Linked DNA regions of Mus musculus: region 2 is linked to region 1. Evidence: chromatin contacts called from public HiCAR-type data. All regions are on one chromosome and are shown on one strand. Each heading gives the region's core, a stretch centred on a gene start, on an enhancer-like site or on the middle of the called end of the contact. The rest is flanking DNA. Distances are from core to core; before and after follow the strand shown.

Region 1 (7,074 bases), core at 1,925-4,424:
AACCTCATCAAAGAATATATAATTTAAAACATTATTGCATGAGTGAAAAGATACTTTGAAGCTTTCACATAGGAATACTCTGTATTTGCACCATTTCCATTCCCCACTCCCTTTAACTTCTTCATCTTCATCCAGTGTGTATATATATTCATTCATATATATGTGTGTGTGTGTGTGTGTGTGTGTGTGTGTGTGTGTGTGTAAAATTAGAGTTGACCCATTTGTGCGTGTTTATAGTTTCAGTCTTGTCACTAAAAACCAATAACAACAAAAGGAATAAAAGCAAAAACTACTTTCCAAGGGTGCCTTTCAAGTCTACATCGACACCCCCAGAGTGATAGTTAACATTATCTTTGCTGTTCATTGTTGAACCAATAAAGTCTGTGAACCCTAAAAAATCTCAACAAACCCCCCAAAATTAAAGGTGGTTCTACTCCTCATAGCAACACTGATTACCCATGGCTCTTCATTTAGCTGTGGAACTTGTGGTGAGTTACTTGGTGTAGTTTTTGTTTGTCTTGTGCAGACATCCATATTATTGAGAGGTCATGGGAGAAAAATCCTTGTCCTGTCCTGAAGAAACTACGACAAAGTAGTTGTTCTGTACCTTAGGACTCTTCAATCTATTTAGTCCCTCTTCTGTCTGAGTGTTAGGTATAGGAGTTATAAATATCTCACTTGGAATTTTGCATCCAATGGTCATTTATTCTCTGCATTTTGACAAGCTATGGATCTCTCTGATACTCTCTATCTGCTGCAAAAAGAAGCTTCTTTTATAAGATGTGGTAGCTGAACATACCCATGGGTATAAGGTTGAGTATTTCGCAGACTGCAGTTGGAAACCACCTTACTTTAGAAATGTGGTAGTAGTAGGCTTTCCTCTAGGGCTTGATATCTCAGGCATGATTTCTCTCCAATTCAGTGGATTTTAGGTTTAATTAGGTAGCTGTTGGTTGTACCTATAATACAAGTGCCACTTTTGCATCTTGATAATATCTTGTTGGTAGCACCATTGCTTCAGCCCATAAGCTTTCAGACAGTAGGAAAATTGAAACTTTTTCTCTGTTGGCAAGTTGGTCTTGCCTCTGCATTACGTAACCAGTGAGATATTACTATATTATATCTACGTGGCTTGAGATGGTTCTGGAAAACTGCATACTTCTTCAGAATTATCTGTTTTGTGGTTTGAATATACAATAAACCCCATCCTTTCATAACTGGAGTACTTTCTCTGAAAATGGGGTGCTCTTTTGGGAAGCTCTGTAAATTCAGAAGCGGACACATGCTGGGGGTAGTAGGCCTTGGGGGGGGTAGGTTCTTGTTGGTTGTATTAGTCCATGTTGCCTATTGTCTTGCTGTTTCCAGAACTACCATTATGTGAACTGATTGAATCTACAGGACCTTCTCACCATAACTCACCAAACTGAACCTGTGAGCCAAAACAGATCTGACAGTTGTATCAGTCATGTTTGAGTCAATACAGTTGGGTAAGGTAAGTTCTTTTAAAAGAACTCAGAGCTCAAGTCACTCTTTGGTTTTATAGTGGAAAAGGGGAAATCGGTGTAAGAACATTAGTCCTGCCTTGTTGGTTAATTACAAATACTTTCACGTTCCATCACTTCTGCAGGTTTTGAATTTATAAGTGAACTGTAGGTATAAACAGGACACATATCTGCTCAGTTTTATCTTATAGATCCTTCTGCAGAAAGCAGTGCTTTATCTTTTGTTGAACACAGTTGAATGAATTGACTTGGACAACTGACCACAGTATAACCATCTTAGTGTTTATCCTGATGTGTTATCTAGCTTGGAAAGGAAACACTGGAGACACGCAACAAAGAGAGGCAAGATATATTTGGTTTCATGGGCTGAGAGGTTTCGTGGCTCCATCACTTTCATGTCTCATGGCAACACAGAGGCACGTTGATGTAAAGGTAGAGAAAAGCTGCTCACCTTGGCATCCAGGAATCAGAGAAAGATGAAGAGGGACCTTAATGTCCTTTAAGAGAATGCTCATTTAATGACTTACGTTGTCCTATCAGGCTCTATCTTTTAAGTTCTACCAGCTTCCAATAGTAGCACTGGATAATGAATATGTCTATGGATGAATCCATTGACTAGGCTAGAACATTCCTTATACAATCACTTCCCAAAAGTATTCAACACATGAGTTTTGGCGAGACATTACCAAGGACTACATTACAGTCCTTTTAACAGCTACTCTGCTTTCTACTCTGATTTCTATTTTCTGTGATAAAACATTCTGGCCAAAAGGAACTTGGGGAGGAAAGGACTTTTTGGGGGAGAGGACAGGGCAAGAGGCGTATGTTTCCCATCTTGGTCCATCATTGAAAAATGTCAGGGCCAAGAGCTCAAGGCAGGAACTTGGAAGCAGGAGCCAGAACAAAACACTGCTTGCTCCCTATGGCTTGCTCAGCTTGCCTTTTTAAAAGACAACCTAGGACCATGTGACCCAGGGATGTCACCATCTACAATGTGCTAGACCCTCCCATTCCAATCTTTAATCCAGAAAAATGATCCACAGACTTCCTACAGAGCAATCTGATGGGGACATTTTCTCAATTTAAATTCCAGCTTCCCAGAGGGCTCAAGCTTGTGTCAAGTTAACAAAAAAAACCTAACCAGGATAACTGGTCTATTAAGGACTGGTAACCCAGTCTTGTTGAATGGAATGCAAGGCCCGGGGTCTGACTTGAACAAATCTGGTAAGAGGACTTGGTAGTCACAAGCCTTGGAAAGTAATAATCACTTTCCAGAAGGCTCCTCACCATATTACTTAAATACTTATATCCAATTCTCATCTTGAAATAGAGCAGACTCCTTGGCCTCTCCTTAGTTCAACCCTGGAACACTCATCCAGTAAGACTCAAAGGTTTCCCAGACTTTCTGGGTTGGTCTCGGCTGTGGTTAGCAAAAGGCTGTTTTGGAAATGCCAAGGCCTATTTCATTCTGCATCTGAGGAGATGCGGGAACCTCTGCCGAACGCAGAGATGGTGAGGAGGGTCGATGTGGCTACAGGCTCATCCTCATCTCGGAGCTGGAAGCTCCATGGCCTGGGGTTTGAGGCTTCCAGCCGGCGCCACAAACTTTGGGCCAATCAGCGCGGCCCGGTGGCCTGGGCTCCCCACCGCTCCGGCCGCGCCTGCCCCGGCCGAGGAGGGGCCTGGCCGCGGGGAGCCGAGGAGGGAGGTGGGGATTCTGGGAGCCGAGCTCATTTCCTCCTCCCGGCCGCCCCAGGCCCGCACCCCATCTCCACGTGCGGCGCCTCCGGAGCGCGGCCGAGCCACGGAGGATGCTGGGCATGTACGTACCAGACAGGTTCGCCCTGAAGTCGTCCCGGGTCCAGGACGGGATGGGGCTCTACACGGCCCGCCGCGTGCGCAAGGTGGGTGAGCGGCCCGCTCAGGCCGCGCCACGTCCCAGGGCCTGCGGGGAGAACGGGCCTGTAGGGAGCGGGTGTCTGGTTGTCTTTCGCGGCTGTGGCGAGAGGCTCCCATGGGCTGCAGTCTCCCCCAGCCCAGCGCCGGACGGCTCCTGAATTCTGAACAGTTGGCAGCCTGGTCATACCCCTCACTGCTTGTGCAGATGGGCCCTGGCAGCTTGCAGCCCAGTGCAGGCCCGGGAGCCACAGAAGCAGGCCTTCCCGACATTGCCATCCTGGGGGTGGTATCTGGATCTTCGGCCTATTTTCTTTGAGTTTTTGAATTTTATCCTGGCATTGGATCACCTTCCAGAACGGCACAGGCATGGGATCAAGTTAAGCGCAGGTTTCCCTGTCTGTGAGATGACCCACTATAGATGTTGGTTGTTCATTGGAGAGATGTAGAAGACAGGAAACCAGAGCGCTCCAAATCTTAAGTTATAACTTTAGAACATGGTGGCTTGAGCTATTGTGGGTTAGCAGACTTGAAATAGAGGAGTCAGGGCAGAGACATCTAGAGTAAGCAGATCCAAGGTTCACAGAGCAGGGCCAATGCTTGGTACTTTGTCCATATATATCATTTGACTTTACCCCTCAGTACTCTGGGGAACTGTCTTTTAGTTATCATTTAAGAGGTGAGCATAGGAATGCTGCAGTTAACCTGCCAAGTTAACGAATTAAGCTTCAAACCCATGGTTTCTGAAAGGAAAACATATGCTCTTTCTAGAACATTCTGTTATGGAACAACATGTTTATAAACCTTGCCCCTGACACGTTCCCGGCCTCTCCTCGCTGTTTTGATTTTGCCCTGTTAGCAGATACTTAGAAAAGCAGAGGTTCAGAGGGTAGTGTGTGAATGTAGCTCTGGGCTCACAACATGACCTACAAGAAGTTACCATAGGTCAAGTGGTCAAAACAAAACAAAACAACAACAAAAAACAACTCACATATTAAATGTAGACAAACAAAACACAGGAGTTAATACTTCATTCCATTTAGTGATGAGTTGGATAGATATTGCCACATGACGAAATGTCAAAATCAGCAGTCTTGCAAAGCCAAGTATCACCATCATCAAATGACTCCCATGTCCCATTGACATATGCTTCTGTTTAGGTCTTACAGCATGAAAAACCCCTAAATGGACTTTTCCTGAAGGTTTCTGGTGTAACTATAATTAAGAATAATTTTGTGCTCACGAATAGTAGGACACCAGACAGCTGTCCAAAAGTAAGAATTACTGCACAATCCTCCTTCTGCTTTACTCAGACCATTTTTTGGTAGTTGAGCAGGGCATTCTCTTTGACATTTTCATGTCCTTGTGTTGGGAGTACTCGTTGGTGTGGGCTGAAGCATCTTGAGCCATCCTACTGCAGCATTGGTAGGCATTCATCTTCTGCTGCTGATATCACTTAAACAAACCAACAGATTTTCATCCAGATAACATCTAGCATGATGACCACACACAATGTGGCTTACAGAAACCCAGCCTGTTTTTGACAGAGTTGTTATTCTAAGATATGCAATCACAAGCTCACGGAGAGCTTCCCTGATGCCTGTACGGCAGCTGTTTCCTCCCCTGTACTCCAAGGACAAAGCTGAAGCCTCCCAGGCTTGTGAGAAGAAGCTGAGTGTTCTTACACGCCTTACCTATGTCACCACATCTCATCTCTTAATTATTTCCCAAGTCACCCATGTACATATCTCCTGACTATATTTCAAGAGGTCTGAGATGACAACAGCTGTGATTGGAGCTATGTTAAGGACCTCAATTAAAAACTCCTCATGCTCTTCTAAGCAGATTGTGAGGTTTACCACTTTAGACCATGTGTTGCCAACAACAGATGTCATAGCATACTTTTATAGCAGGTGTGCTTATATAATTCATCTGTTTTACAAAGTGATTGAGATTCAAGTTCTTTGTTGATTTGAAAATTCAGACATTAGAATCCAGAATAGGCTTGGGGAAATCTTCCAAGAGCCCCAAGAAAATCCATACCTGTACTTTCTATAGGTTGTTTGAGGTACTTTTTCTGAAGGCACCCCTTATTTCTCTAGACCCACCCCTTTTGAAGCATTCCTTCAGTGGGGCTCTGCAACTGTATCTAGATAATCTGGACCATTGTATACAGAGCAATTTGAGTGACATTTCACCATGTCCTGGTCCTGTAAAGATGCACCCTTGCTCATCATGTACTGGTTATGCTTTACTTTGTTTGCAGGAATCACGGACACGTGATTGTTGAACACGGTAACAGTCCTGCATTAAAGCCTGGCTGTGCGCCTTTAGCAGGGGGAAGAGAAAGTGTGTTTTGGACCAAATGTAAGACAGACTAGGATTTAATAGGTTACAAATAATGACATTTTAAAGAGCATCACGGGTGATCTGTTCTACACATTGTCATGGTGTGGGTGGCCGCACCAGAGATTTATAGCTGCCTCTGAAGTTCCCATGCCTCCCCCACTATCAACTGTCAACTCCTTGTCTCTCAGACCAAGGAGACACTGCTCATGAAAAACGGTTAGTGAAAATAAGTTTAATGCCCAGTTTGTAAAAAATAGAAGAAAAATGTAAAGATAAGTTGAAAGTGTGAAGTTTGGAGGAAAATATATGATTAAAACAAAATAAACCAACCAGCCAAACAAACAAACAAACATGAAACCCAAAAGAGAAAAGCAGGCAGAGGAAAGATTACCATGTTAATACTGGAAGACCAGAATTTGTGTACTAATATGTTTTGCTGATTACTGTTGAAGGTGACCCCTCTAAATGGATTTTTATCTTAGGGCTGAAACTCTGCCAGTAGATGTTTATTACATTTTCTGGCGGCTGATGGTAAGTCACTAATCTGGAAATAGAATCACTGCAGTGACACTGTCCCCCTGTTTGTACAGTCAGGTGTCACCATGGGGACCCAGTGAGGCCTTATATTTCCTGCTGTGATGACAGACTTTTAGAGATACATCAAAGATGCATTTAAAACGATGTTTTCACTGAAACTTTGTATTTTGCTTCTGTGTTGATAACAGCTACCAATAATTAATTTGTTTATAATTTAATATAGCTTGGCTAATGAAACATTTATGAAGCTATTGCGATTGTTAGGAACTATCCGTGTTAGGAGACAGAGGGTGAATGCCAGATAGCGATTGTGCAGCTTTTCTCAGGTCTTACTGAAGCCATACAGCAAAAACCTGCTTCCTAGGTGACACAGAACTGATGCTAGGGCAAGGTCTATCCACACTAAGACGGTTCATCAGATTTGAACTCAGGTCATTCCATGAATTGGGCATCCTTCATGTAAAATTTGAAGTGTCCAAAATGTGAAAATTTTTGTATGGCTATGTGATACCAGAAAGGGAACACAGTTCTGAATGTATGAACTCACCTTCAGACTGTGTAAAGTGCTTATGAAACATGAATTCTCTATTTAGCACACATTTATATATCTATCTGTCTGTATATCTGTAGTTATAGAATACCCTCCCCTGAACTCTGGAATCCAGAACACTTGTTTATTCATAGACCAGATTAGGAATAGTTGGTTGGCTTATACTCTTATCAAAAAGGCATTTTCTCTGTAATCATTAAATGTTAAGTTTGTAAATGCACTCAAACACAAAGATTATTT
Region 2 (6,550 bases), core at 1,396-3,895, 690 kb after region 1:
CTTCTGCACCTGAGATTCTCTCTTCCATCTCTTGTATTCTGTTGCTGATGCTCAAATCTATGGTTCCAGATTTCTTTCCTAGGGTTTCTATCTCTAGTGTTGCCTCGCTTTGAGTTTTCTTTATTGTGTCTACTTCCCTTTTTAGGTCTAGTATGGTTTTGTTCATTTCCATCACCTGTTTGTATGTTTTTTCCTCTTTTTCTGTAAGGACTTCTACCTGTTTGATTGTGTTTTCCTGTTTTTCTTTAAGGACTTGTAACTCTTTAGCAGTGTTCTCCTGTATTTCTTTAAGTGATTTATTAAAGTCCTTCTTGATGTCCTCTACCATCATCATGAGATATGCTTTTAAATCTAGGTCTAGGTTCTCAGGTGTGTTGGGGTTCCCTGGACTGGGCGAAGTGGGTGTGCTGGGTTCTGGTGATGGTGAGTGGTCTTGGTTCCTGTTAGTAAGATTCCTCCGTTTACCTTTCGCCATCTGGTAATCTCTGGAGTTAGTAGTTATAGTTGACTCTGTTTAGAGATTGTTCTTCTGGTGATTCTGTTACCGTCTATCAGCAGACCTGGGAGACAGATTCTCTCCTCTGAGTTTCAGTGCTCAGAGCACTCTCTGCTGGCAAGCTCGCCAAAGCAACACAGTGTCTGAGAAAGGTCCTGTCTTGGGCCTTCTTCTTCGGCCAGGAGGAGGTCCAAATACAAGATATCTGCGCACCTTCCCTGTAAGAGTCCAAACTTTTATGGGTTTTCTTTCCCCAGACTTCAGACAGCAGCATTGTCAGGAAGCAGCAGTATTCCTAAAAGGGTGTCTGGGCATTGATATGCAAATACGGGCCACAAACATCCCATTTGGCCTCAGAATTCCTGTGTCTACCAATGTCACACAGATTTGAATCTGAGAAGTTTATTCACACCATAAACATGTGTTTCACCCTGTGAACAAATTCTGTTCTCTCAGAGTTCATGGCAACGAAGAACATGGTGGACGATAAAGCTGCCCTGTTTGATGTGATGTGCCTCACACCAGAAATCCCTTTGAATGGGCCAAAGTTGTATTCACTGCCCGAGATTTCAGTGTGAATGTTGCAAACTCTAGACAATAAGGGGCTGTTGTGGATGCTGTTATTTTTTGAAGGTAGTGTCTCTGTAATGAAGTAATTTATTTGTTTTTATTTTTAAAATAAAAAAGGTAAAAAGAAATTCATTCACACTACCACATAGCTAGTAAGGGATTAAAGCCACACTAACACTCAGGGACACTGACAGAACAGGCAAACCTTTTCAATAATAATCTTACAATAATCTTCCCTGTATCTGTTGCTGTAATTTAAGGGGGAGGGGGCAAAGTCGAACTTTCCGTCAGAAACAATGTTTTGTAAAAGCATCCCAGCCTGCATCTGTGCGGGTTCTATGGCGTTTCAATGCTCTGTGCTGCTTCTCCCTGCTCTCCACTGCCATCTCCAAATTCCACCTTAAGGTAACTGCTGCCATGTGGCAAACTCCAGTAATAAAGTCCCATCAAACAGGCAGAGAGCAGGGAATCCTCTTTTTCTATTGGTTCCTTCCTGACTCTTAAAAGCGCTGACTCATAACCCTGTGTCCCTTCAAAACAAAGTAAAATGGAAAAAAAGAAAAAAGAAAGAAAAACTTAGTTACTCGAAAGGAGCATAAAAACTTACCTGCTTATGTGGTTGACTTCAAGAAGGCATCTAAGATCAGCAGCACGTCCTTCAAACTTATCCCCAGTTGGTTTCTCTACTGACTGCAATAGTAAAACTGAAATCCTTTGCAACACGTGTTTGCACTGGGGACGATGTGGACTCAGGAGGAGACTGTGGTTCCATTCCTCTGTCGTGGCTTTACTCAGTGAAGACACCACACAAAAGCCAAAGATGAGCCAGTGAGTCGGATTGGGTGAGGGCAAAGAGAAAGCTCTGGAATTTGGGGACATCACAACAAAGTGACTTTTGGGAAGTTACACTATTGAAGCCAAACAGTTTTAGCTCCTTGTAAAAACACAATTGTGTAATCACAGAATTAAAATCTCAGTACTTCTTTTGTCTTTATGCTCCTATATTTTTATTACTGTGTAATTATTATGTCATACATTTTCCATGAAAATTTTCTCTACATCAATATCCTCTCATAGTATTTTAAAACTTTTTAAGTAGAGATGTGGATTTCTCTAATCATTAACTTCTATCTGGTTAAAGAAAATGAGAATAGTTGTAATATGTTTATATAATATAATCATACTTTTAAAGTATACAAGGAAATACTGGTTTGTTTTACAAACACTGTATTTTAACCAGCTGGTAATAATCATTGAGCCTAGGAAAAGATAAAGAGTGATTGTAATAAAGAGTTGCAAACACTACATCCAAGATACCCAGTTTTCTATAAGAAGAGATAGAAATAAAGGGTAATTGTTTTAAATCAAGGAGTCCCAACACTAAGGAAAGAGACAGAAGAGATCTTATGTTCTAGGCTAGCCTGGGCTACATGGTGAGTCTTTGTATAAAAAATAAGAAACAGTCAAAGAAAATGAGAGACTTCCAGGGTGAACACTTACTTGTTGGTCTCAGATATCAGAAGGAATAAAACTACAGCTCTCTCCACTGAGTAGATCCTAACAATGTTCACAAAAAGAGCCAAGGCTTCTAAGGAGGGAATCTTTTCAAACAACGTGTATGTGCTTGCTTTGTTTTGTGAATTCTAGGTAGAGATCTTCTAGGCTTTCTTCCGTGTCCAAGTTGTGAACAGCTAGTGAGTACAACTAGAAAAGGAGAAAATAATGTGATTCTTTAAAATATTTTAAAGAAATAAATCTTGCAAGGAAACTGTAACTAAAAACATCCTGGAGACTTTTCTGCGGAACTATAATCTTCAAGTTTGTGTTTATTTCTCTCTTCAATCTATCTAATCTTCCACAATTGTTTAGGGTTAAGAAAGCTGAAGCAAGATATCTGATGAATATTTAATTTCCACTTGTTTGTACGTATGTGATTATTCATATAATAGTCCCATGGATTTTTATGACATCTGCTTTGTTTTAAATAGTAAAGACATTTTTTTTTTGTTTTTCCTAAAACTGAGTTTTTACTTGAGACCCTAGTGCCATCTACTGAAACAAATTAAAACTACAGCCTTCTTACCATTGTTGAATAAGCACAACTTCCAAAGTAGCTTAGCCCTTGTCCTTACAATGTTTCGTTATAAAAAAAACACTTATTGTTTTTCCGCATATATCCAGGAAAATAGTCTCAACTCTCTGTTTCAACTGAAGAATCTAAAATTCATAATTATAAGTCTTTGATGAGCATTTCCTGGTAGAAACACAGTTTCTGGGTGAACCAAACAGAATTTGCCCTGTTCTAGGAACACAAAGATGAACTGAAAGTTCTATTTCCATATATTCTAGCTTAGGAAGAGTGCATCTCAGTGGTACTGTGCTGCTTGGTACACACAAGGTACAGAGTTCCATCGCCAGTTTTGAAAAAAATAAGTTCATTAGATCGAAAAATAATCATACATTTTGCAAACATTTCTAAATGTTCATTCTGAGAATAACAACGTGAAAGTTATTTTTGAGAGGTTTTAGACAACTGGATATCTTTTTAACTGAGAAAAAGTAGGCAAAAGTTCTGATAATGTATTTAGACAGTCTTACTATTTAGTATCAGAGCTGCAGCAGCACACACGTCAACTGAAGCTCTTCTATGAGCTGTGTGTGTTTACTGTCACTTCTTGATTAGTTATAGATAGCACAGTATAGTAACAATACCTTTGAAATGCTGGCAAGTAATGGAGTGACAATATTCAAATTGTAAAATACAACATGAAAATTAACTTTATATCTCCTCACATTCTTAGTTACCTGCTTATTTTGCTGTTAGCTCAATGCATGTGTTCTCCTGGACTGTACACAATACACAGTTATTGATTATTTAATTAAATTTAGACTTTCCTGTGTTCTCCTAACCCACCAAAACTATATATAAAGGCAAATATGTTACAGTCCATAATGTAAAGGAAGATTGATGTATATGTACAGATAAAATTTAATAGGCCATTAAAATGTTTGTGGGGCCCAGGATGTAGCTGAGATGGTAGACTACTTGCCAAGCATGAATGAACACTGGGTTCCTTCCCCAGTTCTACACAGACAGAGTGTGCAATGCCTGTAATCCCAGAATTTGGGAGATGGGAGAAGGAAGGTCAGAAGATCAAAGTCATGTTCATTTATACATCAACTTTAAAGACAGCCTGGGAAAACTAAAATTAAGTTTGGGATTAACTTTAATTTTATAAAGTACCTTTTTAAGTCCTAATAGGTAATTCAGATATAATTATGAATTGCAATTACATAGCAAAATGATTGTCAAATGACTAACATCACCTGAAAGTTAATTGTTATCAAAGATGTTTCTTTTATTTCCCCCACTTAAAATAAGCAAATAGAAATTTGGATCTGGGGAAAAAAACATTGAAAATCAATGATATATAAGATAGAAAAGACTATATTGTTCTAGCTACAAAACTGATAATTTCTAACGCTAAATACATTGTAATTATAAACCATGTATTGAGTCACTTAACCCTCAAAACAGTCTGAAATATAAATGCTATTGCTTGTTTTCTTTTATAAGGCATATTGAAGCACAAGAAAATTAACAGCTGGTTTGCTATGTGATGGCTTCCTATGTGAGCTCCAGAGTCCTGCCCGCAGATGGTCTCTCCTGCGGTATTTGCTAACCCAGAACAGGTTTCACAAGTCGATAATGGAGTTCTCTAAAAAGCAGTGTGATGTATGATCGACAGCAGAGTAAGTACAGAAACAGACAGAAGAATCCTGCTACATTCTATCCAGCAAAGCAGTTAAGATTTGCGAAAACATTGGGACAGTTCCACTTTACCATTGATCTTCCAATATGGCAATTTCTCATTCATGCTGACATTTGACAGCCAATGAACTTATCATTAGTGTTGGTAAATTGATGGCTTAAATTAGTCTCAATCAGTAAAACAAAATGGTGTATATGAATTAATAGCTTTGTTGTAATTTCTAATAAACACAAGGATAGTCCACTTAAAATAGAAGCTTGAGGGAGTCACCTCTATTGCTTCCTGTAGCAGAAGTCAGTCTTGAAATCGATACATGTGAAATCCTCTGCACGGGATAGATGCAGAGATACTCTGAAATATGGGCTTTTTCACATCAGTTTAGAATTCTTACAATTCTTTCAAAATGCACATATTTTTGAACAAAATTAAAATAACTGCATGCCAGGATCTGGGGAATACTTACTCAATAGTGAACACTGGCAGTATTAAACTACAATTTCATAAGCACATCTTTAGACTGAAGCCCAGAACATATAATGTTTCATACGAGTAGAAAAAATGTGAAGTCGTCTTACTAGGCTATGTAAGGAAATCCAAGAGATTTTGTTTTGTTTTAGCAATTTTAAGACATTTTTTAAGTTTGTGTGTATGATTGTTCTATATGCATGCATGCATGTGTATCATGTGTGTACATGATGCCCATAGAGGCTGGAAGAGAGTGTCCAGCCCTGTAAATGGACTAAGGATTATTGTGAGTCTATTACAGAGCTATAAGCATTCTTAATCACTTAGCCATATCTTCAGCCCCAAGAAGGGTATCAACACCAGGTCACAAAAATTCAATTAGGATTGTGAGTATGAAATGTTTGAGATACCAATACTGATAACAGAGTAAATTAGAAAACAACAGACAGAAAATAAGACAAAAATTGTTATATGAGGGGCTGGAGAGATGGCTCAGCGGTTAAGAGCACTGACTGCTCTTCCAGAGGTCCTGAGTTCAATTCCCAGTAACCACATGGTGGCTCACAACCATCTGTAATGGAATCCGATGTCCCCTTCTGGTGTGTCTGAAGACAGCTACATGTATTCACATATATAAAATAAAAACAAATCAAAAAAATTGTTATATGAAAGTAATGCATATTGTATTTAAAATAATAAAAAATTAGTCTAAGACCAGGAATTACTTTGCAGTGTCTTAGCTAAAAAAGATATCAGGTGGAAAACATAATTTGTATAACATATAAGTCGGTTTATGGGAAAATAGACTTAAATTTAATCAAAGAATTTGGATATCAACCCCCCCCCCTCCATATTGGGCAGAAAGACACCTTGTTGGTGGCGGTGTTCTTATATCAGTCAGGGGCAGAGCAGATGGCAGTCCTTTGTTCATCCTAGCTTGATGCTTGACTTGGTGGCCAAAGGTGTTTTATGCCTGGACACATAAAAATTGAATCAAGTCAAATCCAGGTAGCACAGCACAGAACAAGGAAGACAGACATAGACCTGGGTTGTGCCATGCCACAAGGTATGGGCAAGAATAAACAGCCACAGTTCTGCCCTCCACTCCAGAGCACAGGCAGGCCATAGATACATGGAGCCCTCCCTACCACCACACAGCACAGCAAGGGAGGAGGAAGACAGACAGAGACCTATGGACCACCATGCCACCCACAGACCTGCTGTTCTGTACACAGCACAGGTGGGC

What was found. HiCAR-type assays count read pairs that join an accessible place to other places.
Region 2: a HiCAR-type map of astrocytes shows a contact between it and region 1, with 7 times the contacts expected there. The contact joins the promoter of 2610300M13Rik here to the promoter of Prdm5 in region 1. A contact is called at or near these places in 13 of 39 promoter capture datasets (the 3T3-L1 cell line, cranial neural crest, embryonic stem cells and 7 more), 3 of 484 Hi-C or Micro-C datasets (bone marrow-derived macrophages, cortical neurons and nephron progenitors), 6 of 115 datasets of contacts at active chromatin or transcription factors (astrocytes and embryonic stem cells) and 4 of 9 other capture datasets (adipose tissue, embryonic stem cells, liver and 1 more).

The regions. Positions count from the first base shown.
Region 1 is chr6:65,775,788-65,782,861 of GRCm38.p6, forward strand. Prdm5 (PR domain containing 5) reads left to right here and starts at 3,175. Exons shown (of 15, transcript NM_027547.2): 1 at 3,175-3,406. The coding sequence starts at 3,314.
Region 2 is chr6:66,463,838-66,470,387 of GRCm38.p6, forward strand. It overlaps 2610300M13Rik (a long non-coding RNA gene), which reads right to left and starts at 2,646. Exons shown (of 3, transcript XR_869151.1): 1 at 2,567-2,646; 2 at 1,674-1,928. LOC115490475 (a small nucleolar RNA gene) reads left to right here and starts at 6,148; the gene lies at 6,148-6,289.